2 separate regions of the Muntiacus reevesi genome follow, and region 1 is linked to region 2. A link is a contact called in public Hi-C data. All regions are on one chromosome and are shown on one strand. The core of a region is the stretch at or near the end of the contact, and the rest is flanking DNA. Distances in the headings are between cores, read along the strand shown. Region 1 holds the start of HAUS2 (HAUS augmin like complex subunit 2). Region 2 holds the start of TMEM87A (transmembrane protein 87A).

Region 1 (6,991 bases), core at 1,852-4,351, 230 kb before region 2:
TCTTGGTTGCACATTTGCAAACTAGTAAACTCTTGGGTTCAACAACAGGGTAATGGAGCTTATCCACAAACATGCAAGAGAAACCAAAGGGAAAACAAGAATTTTCAAGACAAGGAGAGAGGAGAGAAAGAACAGTCAAATTCCTCTAGTAAATGGAAATTCTGTTTTGAGGACTGTGACTTAGGGAACACCTTAAAAAAAAAAAAAGCAAGGACTGGAAAATTCGAAAGTCTTTACTATTGACAACTACCGTTATATATTATATGAACTTTACACGCCACTGGGCATCTGTTTAGGGTATTTCTGTTTACTCTGCTGCTAGGTACAAGAAGTTGAAATCCAGGACATTCATGTGCTAGAAATTCACGTAAAAATCCTGATAACACTGTGGTATCTATATCTACATATCTGTTTATGCCTGTATCTGTGAGCATTCTTTCTTTTTTTCTGTCCTTTCTTCTTCATACTGAATTCTAGCTAGGGACATTAAAAGGGAGTCAGCGTAACAGAGAGGCTCTAAAATGGGAGGAAGGTGCGGAAGAGAGCAGTACACAGAAAATAGACTATGTGTTTATGTATGTGAAGTACTCTTCTTTTATATTAGAAAATAAGATTCTGAGGGGTTTTTTTAGGTCTGGATCCTTATCTCATGTGTTGCCAGTAGAGGGAGCTCAGATCAAGGCGCTGTGACTCAAGTTTGCCAGAATATATAGGATGTAAGGACTTCCGTGGTGGCTCAGACAGTAAAGAATCTGCATGCAATGCATGAGACTGGGCTTGATCCCTGGGTCAGGAAGATCCCCTGGAGAAGGGAAAGGCTACCCACTCCAGTGTTCTTGCCTGGAGATTTACATGGACAGAGGAGCCTCGAGGGTTACAGTCCATGGTGTTGCAAAGAGTGGGACACGACTGAGCGATTAACACTTTCACAAAGCCACTAAAAGAAATATCAACAACCTCAGATATGCAGATACCACTCTAATGGCAGAAAGTGAAGAGGAACGAAAGAGCCTCTTGATGAGGGTGAAAGAGGACACTGAAAAAGCTGGCTTAAAACTCAACACTCAAAAACTAAGATCATGGCATCCAGTCCCATCACTTCATGGCAAATAGATGTGGAAAAATTGGAAACAGTGACAGATTTTATTTTCTTGGGTCCCAAAATCAGTATGGACGGTGACTGCAGCCATGAAGTTCAAAGATGCATGCTCCTTGGAAGGAAAGCTATGACAAACCTAGACAGAGTATGAAAAAGCAGAGCCATCACTTTGCCAACAAAGGTCCGTATAGTCAAAGTTATGGTTTTTCCAGTAGTCATGTATGAATGTAAGAGTTGGCTGAGCACCAAAGAATCCATGCTTTTGAATTACAGTGCTGGAGAAGACTCTTAAGAGTCCCTTGGACTGCAAGGAGATCAAACCAGTCAATCCTAAAGGAAATCAATCCTAAATATTCATTGGAAGGACTGATGCTGAGCTGAAGCTCCAACTTTGGCCACTTGATGCAAAGAGCTGACTCACTGGAAAAGACCCTGATGCTGGGAAAGGCTGAAGGCAGAAGAAGAAGAGGATGGCAGAGGATGAGATGGTTAGATAGCATCACCAATTCAATGGACATGAATTTGAGCAAACTCTGGGAGATGGTGAAGAACAGGGAAGACTGGCAGGCTGCAGTCCCTGGGGTCACAGAATAAGAACAACAACAGGGCATAAGCCAAAGCAGTATCCCTTATTATCCTATAGACAATTAACCTTACCTTTCTTTCACTAAACCATTCTCCAATGGATAGATCAAAACAGAACAAAGCTTCAATAAGCTATATTTTCTAAAAGCGTTGTATCATATCACATCACACAGTTTTAAGCATCGCTCTTAATTTTTAACACACATGGGATGATGTGTACTTAATGGATAGACTGTTTAAAGGGATCATATAATACATCATTCTGAAAGAAGGATAAATCCTTATAATAAAAACAGGTTTTCATATGTACAGTTTGCTTAAAGTAGAACCATGCTACAAATCTGAGAAGTTTCCTCATTGGATCTAGCTGTGTAGTAAGATTATAAGATGGTCTTAAGGAGCTATGGATTGACAGATCTTACCTGTAGGCAAAAACAAGTATGTCTAATTAGCCTTACCTGAAGGACACAAGGATGATCCTCCCCAAAGCAATCAGCAGCCTAACTCACCAGAGACTTACTCCCTTGGTTTCTCTTCTACCAATACATTCTAGACTGACAAATCTCAAATGTCTTATAGTATGAATTTATCAAATTACTCTGTTACAGAACTGGACTAAACAAGCTGTCTGACTCTGTGACCCCAAGGACTGCAGCATGACAGACTTCCCTGTCCTTCACTATCTCCCAGAGCCCTAGACAAGTTGGTAGGAAGAAAACACAGGACAGAAGTGAGGAAGAGGAGAACTGGGGAGTGTTGTGGTTATGTTTTGCCATTCATATCCAGGCCTTTCGGGTCTTTCTCGCCAATAACCCCCTCCCCACCCCTCAGCCCCCCGACTCCCTAGACTGTAAAGATGCTTGCTTCCCTTGGTGCCCTCCCGGACCCAGCGCTTCGTAAGATTTCAATATTTTACACGATGAGCATCGTTTAGGGAACGTCCGTTTTAACTGTCTACCCATTATTTCCCAACCCCGCCACCCATACAATCTAGAGGCGGTTATCACTGGATTGAAAAAAGGCGGGGAAACATTAGTTTTTATTATCGCCCACGAACTGACCTGAGATATCTCGCCTGCCAGACATTTAAAAGATCATCTACTCAGAGCCCCACCTGTGCATAACCCACCGCGGACCAGTCACTTCTGCCAGCAAGCAGCCCTATCGGCCTCCAGCCGGCACCCTCACACCCACTCTGGCAGCCAGCACCACCACCTCACAGCCAGCTTCTGTCGCCACCGGGTACACCTCCTTAATGACGCAATCGTCCCCACGCACCTGAGTGACCAACTCCGATGTAATAAAATGGCCCAGCAGTAGCCCAGCAGCGTTTAGCGCGGTGGCCGGGTCCCAGGGGTTCGCCGCGGCCATGGCAGGGAACCACCTTCCTGGGTGGCGCGCAGAGTGAGTGGAACGCACCGCGCGCCTCGATGACGTCACAGGGCGTTTCCGCCCGTGCGGAAGCCTGGGCAGCGCATCCCAGTGAGCGCGGATCCCGGGTCTTCCCCTGCCGAACCAGCCGTGAGCTGAGCTGTAGGAGGCGAGTTCGGGGGGGTCCCTGATCGTTCCTCAACTCCTAGCAGCGTCTCGCCTCGAATCAGCTGCAAAATCGGCAGGGCCTGGTGTTCTTCTCTTTCTTTCTTGCCACTCTTGAGCTGGCCTCTAAGATCCCGGGATCGGCAGGAGGTGACAGCTGGGGATTGAGACGCAGCCGGGAGGCCGACGGGGTGACTGGGTGCCGGCTAGAACCGACTAGTGACAGCTGCACTTCCTTCCCGCAGGGACCTGAGCCTTGGCGCTAGAATGGGAAACAGTGCCCTCCGCGCTCATGTGGAAACCGCGCAGAAAACTGGTGTCTTTCAACTTAAAGACCGTGGGCTGACCGAGGTGAGAACTGGGAGGGATCCGACCGGAGTGTAAAGGGTAAGGGCCGGCGGGCGGTGAAGTTCTTAGGTAAGAGATGCTCTGGTCTGAGAACCCCTTCCTTCAGTTCCCCTCAGAGTTGCAGAAGCTGACAAGCAATCTCAGGACCATCGACTTGTCCAACAACAAGATTGAGAATCTACCGCCTGTGGTCATAGGGAAGTTCACTCTGCTGAAGAGCCTCTCCTTGAACAATAACAAATTAAGTATGGCTTTTGCTCCTGGGAATTTTGCTAGTGATCGGCTTTAAGAAGGGTGGTTTTTCTCTTGGAATAGAGTTTGGAGTATAATGTTATTAAACTGGTATTCAAGCAAATGTATCAGAACCTAACAACATCAAAAAAGGTGGGTTTTTTTGTTTGTTTTTTGTTTTTTTCTTACAAGATTCCGGGAACTCAAGACGCGGCAGAACGGCAGAATCCTCGAGGCGTTCTGTCTCTTGTAATTACATCTATAAACCTCCTCTGGTGGGGTAATGATTGATAGGAAGTTAATTTGGACTTGAAAGGGACTATCTTTGGAGTGTACTGTAAACAGAGTTAATTTTGCTGCTAATTTGGAAGGGCAGATAGTATGGGAAGGAGAGGGCCTTCCAATCCCACAAAACTGCTGTGGGATTGTGCAGTGGCTTCTTCACAAAAGGAGACTGTTATACACATAATGTTTTCCTGCATTTTGATGGCACCCTCACCTGCTGAAGACTATGTTGGTAAAGATGCAATACTTAAAAATGGGGCAACATGTGAAAAGCCTATGTATATTTAACAAGAGGCGTAACAGACTGCCATATAGTTTTTTTTTTAAAAACTTCATCAAAGGTGTTTTTCAGTTGTATCAGATTCAGGTTTTTTAATTTTTCTTTGCTAGCTGCTCTTCCTGACGAGTTATGCAATCTGAAGAAGCTGGAGACACTAAGCCTAAACAACAATCAGTTGAGAGAGCTGCCATCTACTTTTGGGCAACTATCTGCCCTTAAGACCCTGAGCCTCTCCGGGAACCAGCTGAGAGCTCTGCCACCGCAGCTGTGTAGCCTGCGGCACCTGGATGTAGTGGATCTCTCCAAGAACCAGATTCGGAGCATACCTGACATAGTCGGGGAGCTGCAAGTCATCGAACTTAACCTCAACCAGAACCAGGTCTAGAGCTTAACAGTTTTTTTTCCTACAATGTGTTATGTCGGTTTGCAGTCTCCTGAATAGCCAATTGTTCTTTACACTATATTCATGGAGAGGGGTATCAGAGGCTAAAAGAGAGATATATTCTATGGACCGGACTAATGTCAGAGCCCAACATACCATGAAGTTGTTTGAGACACTGGATGCGTTTGTTGTGTAGGTGTTCTCTGGAGGGTGGGATAGATAATGGGAGGTAATATCCAAACTGAAACCTGTCTCAGGAACCTTGAGTTCTTCAGGTAATCCTCAAATACTTCTGATTATCTAGCAACTATGTCAGGGAACTATCTAGGAACTATGTCAGGAAGATAGAGTAGAAAAGAGGCTTAAACTAGTAAGTTCTCAGAGTTGGACATCAGGGGTCATTCACTTGTCTTTTCTTTGACATGTCAAGTGTATCCTGCTTTTGCTGAAAAACCATCAGTGATAGATTTCTGTAGATCGCTTGTTTCTTTGTTGGGTAGCTTTAATTGTAGTATTTTAAAGTTGTTTAACTTCAGAAGCTCTTTGGTTAACATGTATCTGACTGGAGAAACAATATCTGATCTAAAGCACAAATGATGAAATAGTAATCATAGTGAGACCAGGTCGTCTTTAGTTTTCTAGACTGTGCTTCTAAATCTGCATAGTCCATTACACTAGCCAGTAGCTACATGGCCATTAAAATTCATTTAAACTTAAAAAATATTCATTTCTTCAGCTGCACTAGCCATATTTCAATAGCTCAGTAACCATATGTGGCTAGTGGTTACCATATTGGACAGCACAGAGATGTAGGACATTCCAAAGATTGCAGTTAAGTTTTACTGGTCAAACTATTCTAGCTTGTATTGACCTTACATTAGGATGAAATTCAGTCTTTGAGGGGACTGGTCTTATCTTTTCCTTAAAGTAGTTATTCTTTTATGTTCTTGAGCTTTTGGGGAAAACATTCTGAATATTTGGGGAAAAAATTGGCTAAGCAAGTTGAACACCTGCTCTACATTCCTATGCTCAATTAAATCAGTGGTTCTCAGGTTTTAGTGTGCATTAGAATAACCTGGACAGCTGGTTAAGAGATCATGGGGCCCTCATACTCATTGTTTCTGATTTTGTAGGTCTGAGGTAGGGCCTGAGAATTTGAGTTTTAACTAGGTCCCAGTGAAGGTCTGAGATGATTACTAGACTGAGTAAATATAACTAGGTGACTTGGCACATTTAAAGGGCAGAAGAGGTGAGTAAGTCAAAGATAACTGCTTGGTACTGCACTCAAGAGCTAAAAGAAGAGTGGTGCTCTTGGGAATGGGCACGATGCTGAAGCATCCAAAGTATTTTATTGAAAATCAGAGACAGGAGAGGAAATAGAGGTGAGCAGAAATGGATGTAGACACATAGTTTAACAGAAGGGATAGCTTTAAGAATGAACAGACTTTCCTAGGAGAAAGTTTAGAAAAATCAAATATTAAGTACTTAGGGACTGCTGCTTGAAAAATGCCCATAGAGACAAGAAGGGAAGCCAAAAATCAGGAATAATTCAAAAAACAGGGGGAAAAAAACCCCACAGCACTTAGTATGTGTAAGAGGGAGTTTCAAGGAAAGAATAGACAGCACAGTCAAATGCAACAGGGAATGAGGTCAATGAATCCTTGACTTTGGCAGAAAACTGGTTGGCATCTACATACATATAAAAGATTGTCAGTAAATTTACCAAAATGTTTACAGTGATGGATTACAGGCAGCTGTTTTCTTTAAACTCGTGATTCTCAAATTTTATGAAATGAACAGTGCTTTTATTATCAGAGTTTTGTTTCCAAAAAGCCACTTGTGTGTTGTGTTAGTCACTCAGTCGTGTCCGACTCTTTGTGACCCCATGGACTGGGGCCCACCAGGCTTCTCCATCTATGGGATTTTCCAGGCAAGAATACAGGAGTGGGTTGCCATTTCCTTCTCCAAAAAAAGCCACTGGTGACCTTCAAAAGTTTTCCCCCCAAAAAACTGGAGGAGTAGTAACAGAAGCTGGGTAACACAAGAGGCTTCTGGAATGAGTGGGTAGTGAGAAAATGGGGGTGGTAAAAGAACGAACTAGGACAAATAGTCAAGTAAAGATTTTTGTTTTAATTTAGTAAAAAATAATCACTATAGTGCTTGTACTTTTCCTTATTATCCTTTTTAAAAAACTGTTGTTCAACAGATAGCTCAGATCTCAGTGAAGATATCTTCTTGTCCTCGT
Region 2 (6,923 bases), core at 3,138-5,637:
CTTCTTGGAGAGCAGCTGTTTCTGACGCCTGCAGATAGATACAGATGCCTGAGAATGATCTGTGACTCAGCCTCCAAAAGACTATATCACACCATGTGGAAGTTATTAAAATTCACTTCAATAATAAGTCAACTGGGCACAGGCAATGTATTAGTACCTCAACAAAGCACTAACAGAAGTACTTTAGAGAGCTAATAAAATTAATAAGATTGCTAATACAATTAACAAAATAAAAGAGTACTAGTAAAATTGTTCACAATAACACTGCTCAAGGATGGTATTTTGTCCCCTTTATTGAGAAGGTGGGGCAGTTTTTTTTTGGTGGGATCTTAGTTCCCCAACCAGGGATTGAACCAGTGTCCCCTGCTTTGGGAACATGAAGTCTTAACCACTGGCCTACCATGGAAATCAATCCCAAGGGGCAGTTTTCATAGGTGACATTTGTTAGCTCATTGATTTCTCTCCCTCTTTTCATGAAATGTACACTTTAATAGAAACTTATTAATAAATTCTAGTGGAAATCCAATATAATCTAGTGGTTTGACAAGGTGACCAGGAGTTCACTATAGAATTCCTTCTAAGGTACCTGTTTAGAACTAAAATGATATGATTTTTCTGCCTCTAGAGTAGTGTGAATAAATTGAAGAGTTGTATGATATGTTTGGTGACTTCAGTGTTAGGACCACATAGGGGCAGACACTAAAAAAAAAAAAAAGAAGATTTTAAAGAAATATTTGTTGAGGCTCTGGGGAAACAGGCAATCATATATTGGTGATGGGAGTACAAAATGACATAATCTTTATGGAGGGATACCTAGTAATAGTTAAAATTTCAAACACATTTATTCTTTGACCCTTGAATTCCCACTTTTGGAAATTCATCCTATAAATAGACCTGCATGTGTAGGAAATGACATATGCATAGCTTTCTTTCTTTTTTTTTTTGGCCACACCATACCATGTGGCACATGGGATCACCTGAACAGGGATTGAATCCATGCCCCCCTGCATTGGGAGCATAGAGTCTTAACTGTTGGACCACCAGGGAAGTCCTGAGATATGTATAGCTTTTCACTGTGGCAGTGACATTATAGCAAAAGACTGAAAACAACCCAAAGTCTAGCAAGAGGAAAGAGACTGAATAAATTATAATTTACCCAATGGAATACTATACAGCTGTGAAAAGGACAAACTCCATGTATTCTTGCAGAACTCTTCAGAATAGATTATTAAACAGGGGAAAAAAGAGGTAGGAGACATGGGTTCGATCCCTGGGTCAGGAAGATCCCCTGCAGTATGACATGGCAACCCATTCTAGTATTCTTGCCTGGAAAATTCCATGGACAGAAAAGCCTGGTGAGCTACAGTTCATGGGGTCTCAAAGAGTCAGAAACAACTGAGTGACTGATCATACATGCATAGATAGAAAGCTATATGGTGTAAGCATAGTTGTGATAAAAGAATATATGCATTCACTAAAAGAAATACTGGAAAGAGAAAGAAGAAATGAATAAACCTGATTACTTACAGGGAAGGTGTGGAATGGAATGAAAGGGGACAGGAATGAGAGTAACTCTTCAATGTGTTTCTTTTCATAGTATTTGATTTTTGAACCATGTAAAATTATTATTTCTTCAAAGATTCAAAAATTTAATATTAGTTTAAAAACACTGATTTTAAAAATAAAATAGTGGATTTATTAAAATAGTAATGTTAATTACAACATATAACTATACAATATAATTAATTATAATTAATAGTAACATATTAATTATAAAATAATACAAGGGTAAGTTAAAGTAGTAAAAGTCAAAATCTCCTGTCAATAAACTCTTTGATCACTGAATTTCCTAACTGACTCTTTCCTCAGAAAGTCTATCAGTTTTGAAAAATTTAATAAACATCAATTTCGAAATATTTTCAGAACTGTTTTGCCTAGGTCATACACTTCCTCTCCTTACCTGTAGAAAGCAATCTTGCTGCAGTCTTTGAAAATGTTTTTATCCACAGCTTCATCTTCAACACTAAATAAAAAGACATTTTAAGAAATCTGTTTTACAATGGGTGTGTGAATCCAATTTTTGTAACTTTTCTAACTATAATATAAACATGGGACACAAATCACTGTGATACCAAATTGTGTCAAGGCCATAACATAATAATGTGTTTGCTGCAGAACAATATTGTTTTGTAAACCACCCAAGGTAGACAACAAAACATGAAGCTCTGGGATTGCTTTGAAAGCAAAAGAAAAAGAGTACTGTCACTTATGAGAAAGGGTTCTTTAAAAATAATGACTGAAGGCTATGATTAATACAATAAAATCTGAAGAAGTAAAAACAAAAAACCTCAAACCAAACCAATAAAAACAACCCTCCCACCTATTTATTCAACAAAGTACTTTCAGAATATTCTTTTTTAGTGTTGGGCTGTGAGGAACATATGAAGGATGGTATTCAAGCTTTCTTTGAGATCCTAACCAACATCATAAATCAATCTGACAAATGCTGTAACAGAGGTATGTGTAAGGTGCTAGAATAAGCATACAAACAGATGAAGAAGGAAAATCTTTTGCTTTTTAAGATGATGCTGACAATTTAGGGGCCAATGTTTTTTAAAACTGAGTTTCCAAAAAAGCTGTTTCTGGAAGAGAACATGATCAAGATGTATATATACTTCAGTATATGTATTTAATATATACCAATTAAAACAACTACTGGCTCTAAGTAAAGAAATAAAACCAGTGATTTTTCATGGAGACACATAATGAACACATCTGTAATAAGCATGTCCATGATTGTGTAGGAAGTTATGACTGAACACTAACTTCAAAATATTATGAAAATGAGCCCAGACAATACCCTTGGTCATGGTTTATCACGGAAGTAATCAAATTGTTCACTGACTCAATCTCTGTCACCGTTTCTTTTAATCAAGTGTGTAAAGATTAGAGAAATTTGCAATCTCTTTTCAGTTTTGAAGAATGAACTCTGCAATGATATAGGAAGAGGTGTATTTAGCTGAACTTGGAAAGCAGCATGTTTGAAATTCATGTATTAAGAGTTCCGATCACAGTTTTGTTAACCATCCTGCAAGTATTTCATAAGGGGCTATTAATATCAATTAATTCCCTGGGGAATTGATTTTAGTATACGTGCTGCCGAAGCGAGCACTCCCTGGGGAATTGAGAAAGATAGAAATTAAGTACACAAACATAAAACAGGCAAATAAGATATGCAATCAATCAATCAATAAAATCTTCAAATCCAGAATGCTGTTTTCAGGTACTATCTATCCCCTGCCTCTGCGGACCCTGGAGTCAGTCCCTGCCGGAGCACTGGACCTTTACCTGATTTCCTCTTTCTCAGCTGATTCCATGGCTTCCCAGTCACCTCACAGGGTCTCGGGTTTCAGGCGGTCTTTTAGACTGTCAGTCTTTCTAAATAACCAGCGCTTCACCACCAAGTTTCTCGGACTTGCAGGTCCTTAAGGAGTGACAAATCGACACTTTCTCCTGGGATTTCTAGACTCCAACTAGCGTTTCTACAGAGATTTATTTGGCAATTTTTTCTTGGTTATGAGTGGTTGGTGACGAGCTCCCTTCCTTAGGAACCGAAAAAGGTTTTTGCATCGGAGGAGGCGTGTACTCAAAGAACCCTAGAGGATGAAAATCAAGAGCGTGAGAACCTGGAAGTGGAGCTGGCCTGCGGGATTGCAGCGAGGCTTCCGCACATCTACCTCAGTGAGGGTCACGCCACAGATACTGAAAACTGACCTGACCTCTCCTGACTTTTAGTTTTGAGTAGGAAGTGCCGGCCGGTTGTTGCTGGAGATTGATGTTTTCCTGCCAAACGCTACATCATATTCTTCTGGACTAGAAGGGGCTTTTAACAGGGGTTATCGACTACACCATCTATTTTAGGAATCGGTTATACTCCACTACTGCCAAACTCCAGTGTTTGCTTAAATGCTTCTGGCAACCAAGAACTCACCACTACACGCTAAATAAGCAGCCAGACTTACGGCTTTCCCAGACTTCTGGCCCCAGCGGCTGATTTTGACTCAGAAGGGACGAGGACTGGGACGAACGGAAGGAGGAGAAAGCCAAACGCCACACTGTGTTCCTCCCTGGTCCCCAAACCCTTTTAGGGCTAGGACAGAGAAGGGCCGACAGACTCAGTGGTAGCTTTTGGCGATCATCCTAACAATCCAAGGTGACTAGGGTGTGACAGGACGACACATGCGCAGTAGGTTCTAAGCCTCACACTCAGCCGTGACGACAGCCTGAGGGCGGGGCCACTGAGTCGCAAAACAAACAAGCCCCCAGGGGTTGTGAGGACCCGGATGATCCCGCCCCCAGAGCGGAGCCGGAAGAGGGCGAGACGAACCGGAAGAAGGCGAAATGCTCTCGATAGGCACTCCACGGGTGTGAAGATGGCGGTGGCTGCGTGGCTTCAGGTGGTGCCTGTCATTCTTCTCCTCCTAGGCGCTCGAACGTCCCCATTGTCGCTTTTCAGTGTAGGGCCGGCACCTGTCGCTGCTGCCGGGCGATCCAAGTGGCACATTCCGATACCGTCGGTGAGTGTTCACTTCAGGAGCAACTGAGACTGGAGGAACGAGGGGTGGGGCTACGGCGGCCCAAGGAGTCCATGAAGGTTCCACAAAAGTCCGCTTCCAAAGGGGTGGGATTGCCTGTAGCGTCGGTGTAGCTGCCTTAACGGGGACTCACCTTCCTGGAGCGGGAAGCCGTGCGCTTCTGTGGGTAGATTAGCAGGAATGTCAGGGTCATTTCTGGAGCGGAGAGTGGCTGTGGATCGGTTTCTTGTTAGCAGAGTCAGAGAACTTTTCATTGACAGACTGGAGACGTGTAAACTTGAGGTGTAGGTGGAGAATGGTTTCTCTTTCAGCTGAAGTTTTGCAGAATCTTGTGACCTCGGGTTGGATGAGAGGTATATGTAAATAGACATCTTTCTGTTTTTTTCTCTTCACTTTTTTGTTAATGGATAGTTCTACTTACGAAGTTGGTTGATTTCGTTTGGACTTTGAAATGGTTAATATAAGCTTTGCCATGTAATTGGGAAGCCCAGGCATTTAAAATGATGTATTCTAACATGAGAATGTTCAAAAGCAGTATGCTAAAATTTCTTATGGTAAGTTAAGTCTTTCTTAAGGACAACTGACTAGATTGGTTGATCCTTTCTGCCTTTTATCACCCTTTCGAAACCCCGTTTGAGTAAGAACTGTAGTCCTGTGAGCCGACAAATCAGGTGCTGGCTGGAAATGCCAAAAAGCGTTAGTCTTATTAAAACCACAGTGGCCCTTTTGTTCTGCTCTGCTCACTGGTCATAGTACCTAAATCTTATTTGAGTTTTTGATATGGCAAGAATTACAGCTTTTGGTCATTTTGTGATCTTCAGGCTCTCAGTTTTAGGTATTTACATGTTATTTGTAAAATGGTTGATAGTTAGATCTGGCTCTCTGCATATAGAATAGTTTATTTGAAGCACTGAAGGGTTATTCTGGATGGTGATTAGTGAGTAAAGGGAATTAACTGATTAAGAAATACCTTCCAGGAAGATTGAAGTTAGGTTAGGATTTGTAGCAGCCTTCCTTCTAGAGTCCTTGCTTCATGACCTGTGGGGGAAAAAAATCATGTCTCTGCACCAAGCAGCAAAATCCTGCGGTTTTGTTATGATTGGATTTTACTAAACGGAAGGATATTGATGCCTTGTGTGTGTGTGTGAAGAAAACTAACTTCAACACTTTATAAATTTATGTTTTTGTTTCAGTTATATTCTGCCTTTGGAATTAAAGTGATTCTTATGCTAATTATCTCTCCTTTATCTTTGCAGGCGAAAAATTATTTTAGTTTTGGAAAGATCCTCTTCAAAAATACCACTATCTTCCTGAAATGTGAGTTTTTGCATTTCATGAAGTTTTTATTCGAGTTTTTGAGTGATCTTTAAACTTTTAAGTTACCTATTTTCTACCTCTGATAATTGATACTCAACATAAATTCTGAAATTTAATAGTTCAGCACTATCTAGGTATAAACTTATATAGTGTAACTAAGGTCCTTCACTGAATAATCTTCAGAATACTTACTTCTGTGAACTTTATTTTCTTCTCTTGTTTTTCTGGTGTTTGCAGTATGTAGTAGACAAGTTGTTTTGGTTGACTGCATGGGTTTTAATCTGTTCTGAGTCATAGAGATAACTGCTGATTTTGCTTTTGTGTGCTTGTTAGAAGTTTATTGGACACATGACCTAGGTTTGTCAGACCGTTGGCTCTGCACAAATATGTTCAGTAAAGCTTTTGTTTGCAGAAGGAGTATTTTACCACTTGTATCTTTGGAAGAGGAAGCTCAACGATAACTACCAGGAAATAGGGATTATTTAGAACAAAACCAGTCTGTCCAGTGGGAAAGCTGCTGTATCTGAATCCAGAATACCCCATTGTTTATTAAAGAAAAGCTTCCTTTTGTTTCTGAAACTGGCTTTATTTTTAGAGAATGCATGATCATGGGCAGCTCCATTTCAAGATCAGGACTAAAAATCCAGATCGTCCATGTATGTTCCTCTGCATATTTCTCCTTGTGAAAGTGCAAAGTTACGTCATAGTTGGATGATTTTATTCTTTTAATCATTTAGTAAGTAGTTATTGAACACGTATTATGTGCCAGGCACTGTTTTAGAAAGGAAGTGATAGATAGTGAGCTTACAGTCGAGTGGGATTGAGGGGTCAGGTAGAATTTCTGTGAAGAATATACTGTTTTTATGAAAATATAATCTCTTGGCTAATGACTTAAGTTTGATTTAAGTCAAATCTACTGTGACATGCTGGTCTTTCTTGGGAGGTTTTCTTATTAGAAAAGAAGAGCTTTTAGGGAGAGCAGTATTTTGTCTTTGGGAATAGCCTGACAGC

What was found. Hi-C and Micro-C count contacts between places; a contact is called where the count stands out from the background.
Region 1: a contact with region 2 is called in a Hi-C map of muscle, with 3 times the contacts expected there. The contact joins the promoter of HAUS2 here to the promoter of TMEM87A in region 2. A contact is called at or near these places in 2 of 3 Hi-C or Micro-C datasets (blood and muscle).

Annotation. Positions count from the first base shown.
Region 1 is chr7:36,662,227-36,669,217 of mMunRee1.1, reverse strand. HAUS2 (HAUS augmin like complex subunit 2) reads right to left here and starts at 3,101. Exons shown (of 7, transcript XR_010663965.1): 1 at 2,963-3,101. It overlaps LRRC57 (leucine rich repeat containing 57), which reads left to right and starts at 3,106. Exons shown (of 6, transcript XM_065941336.1): 1 at 3,106-3,224; 2 at 3,466-3,571; 3 at 3,675-3,813; 4 at 4,475-4,743; 5 at 6,953-6,991. The coding sequence starts at 3,115.
Region 2 is chr7:36,432,772-36,439,694 of mMunRee1.1, reverse strand. It overlaps TMEM87A (transmembrane protein 87A), which reads left to right and starts at 4,387. Exons shown (of 20, transcript XM_065941378.1): 1 at 4,387-4,577; 2 at 5,852-5,912. The coding sequence starts at 4,434. It overlaps GANC (glucosidase alpha, neutral C), which reads right to left and starts at 4,518. Exons shown (of 25, transcript XM_065941370.1): 1 at 4,388-4,518; 2 at 3,349-3,656; 3 at 1,961-2,023; 4 at 1-28. The coding sequence starts at 3,377.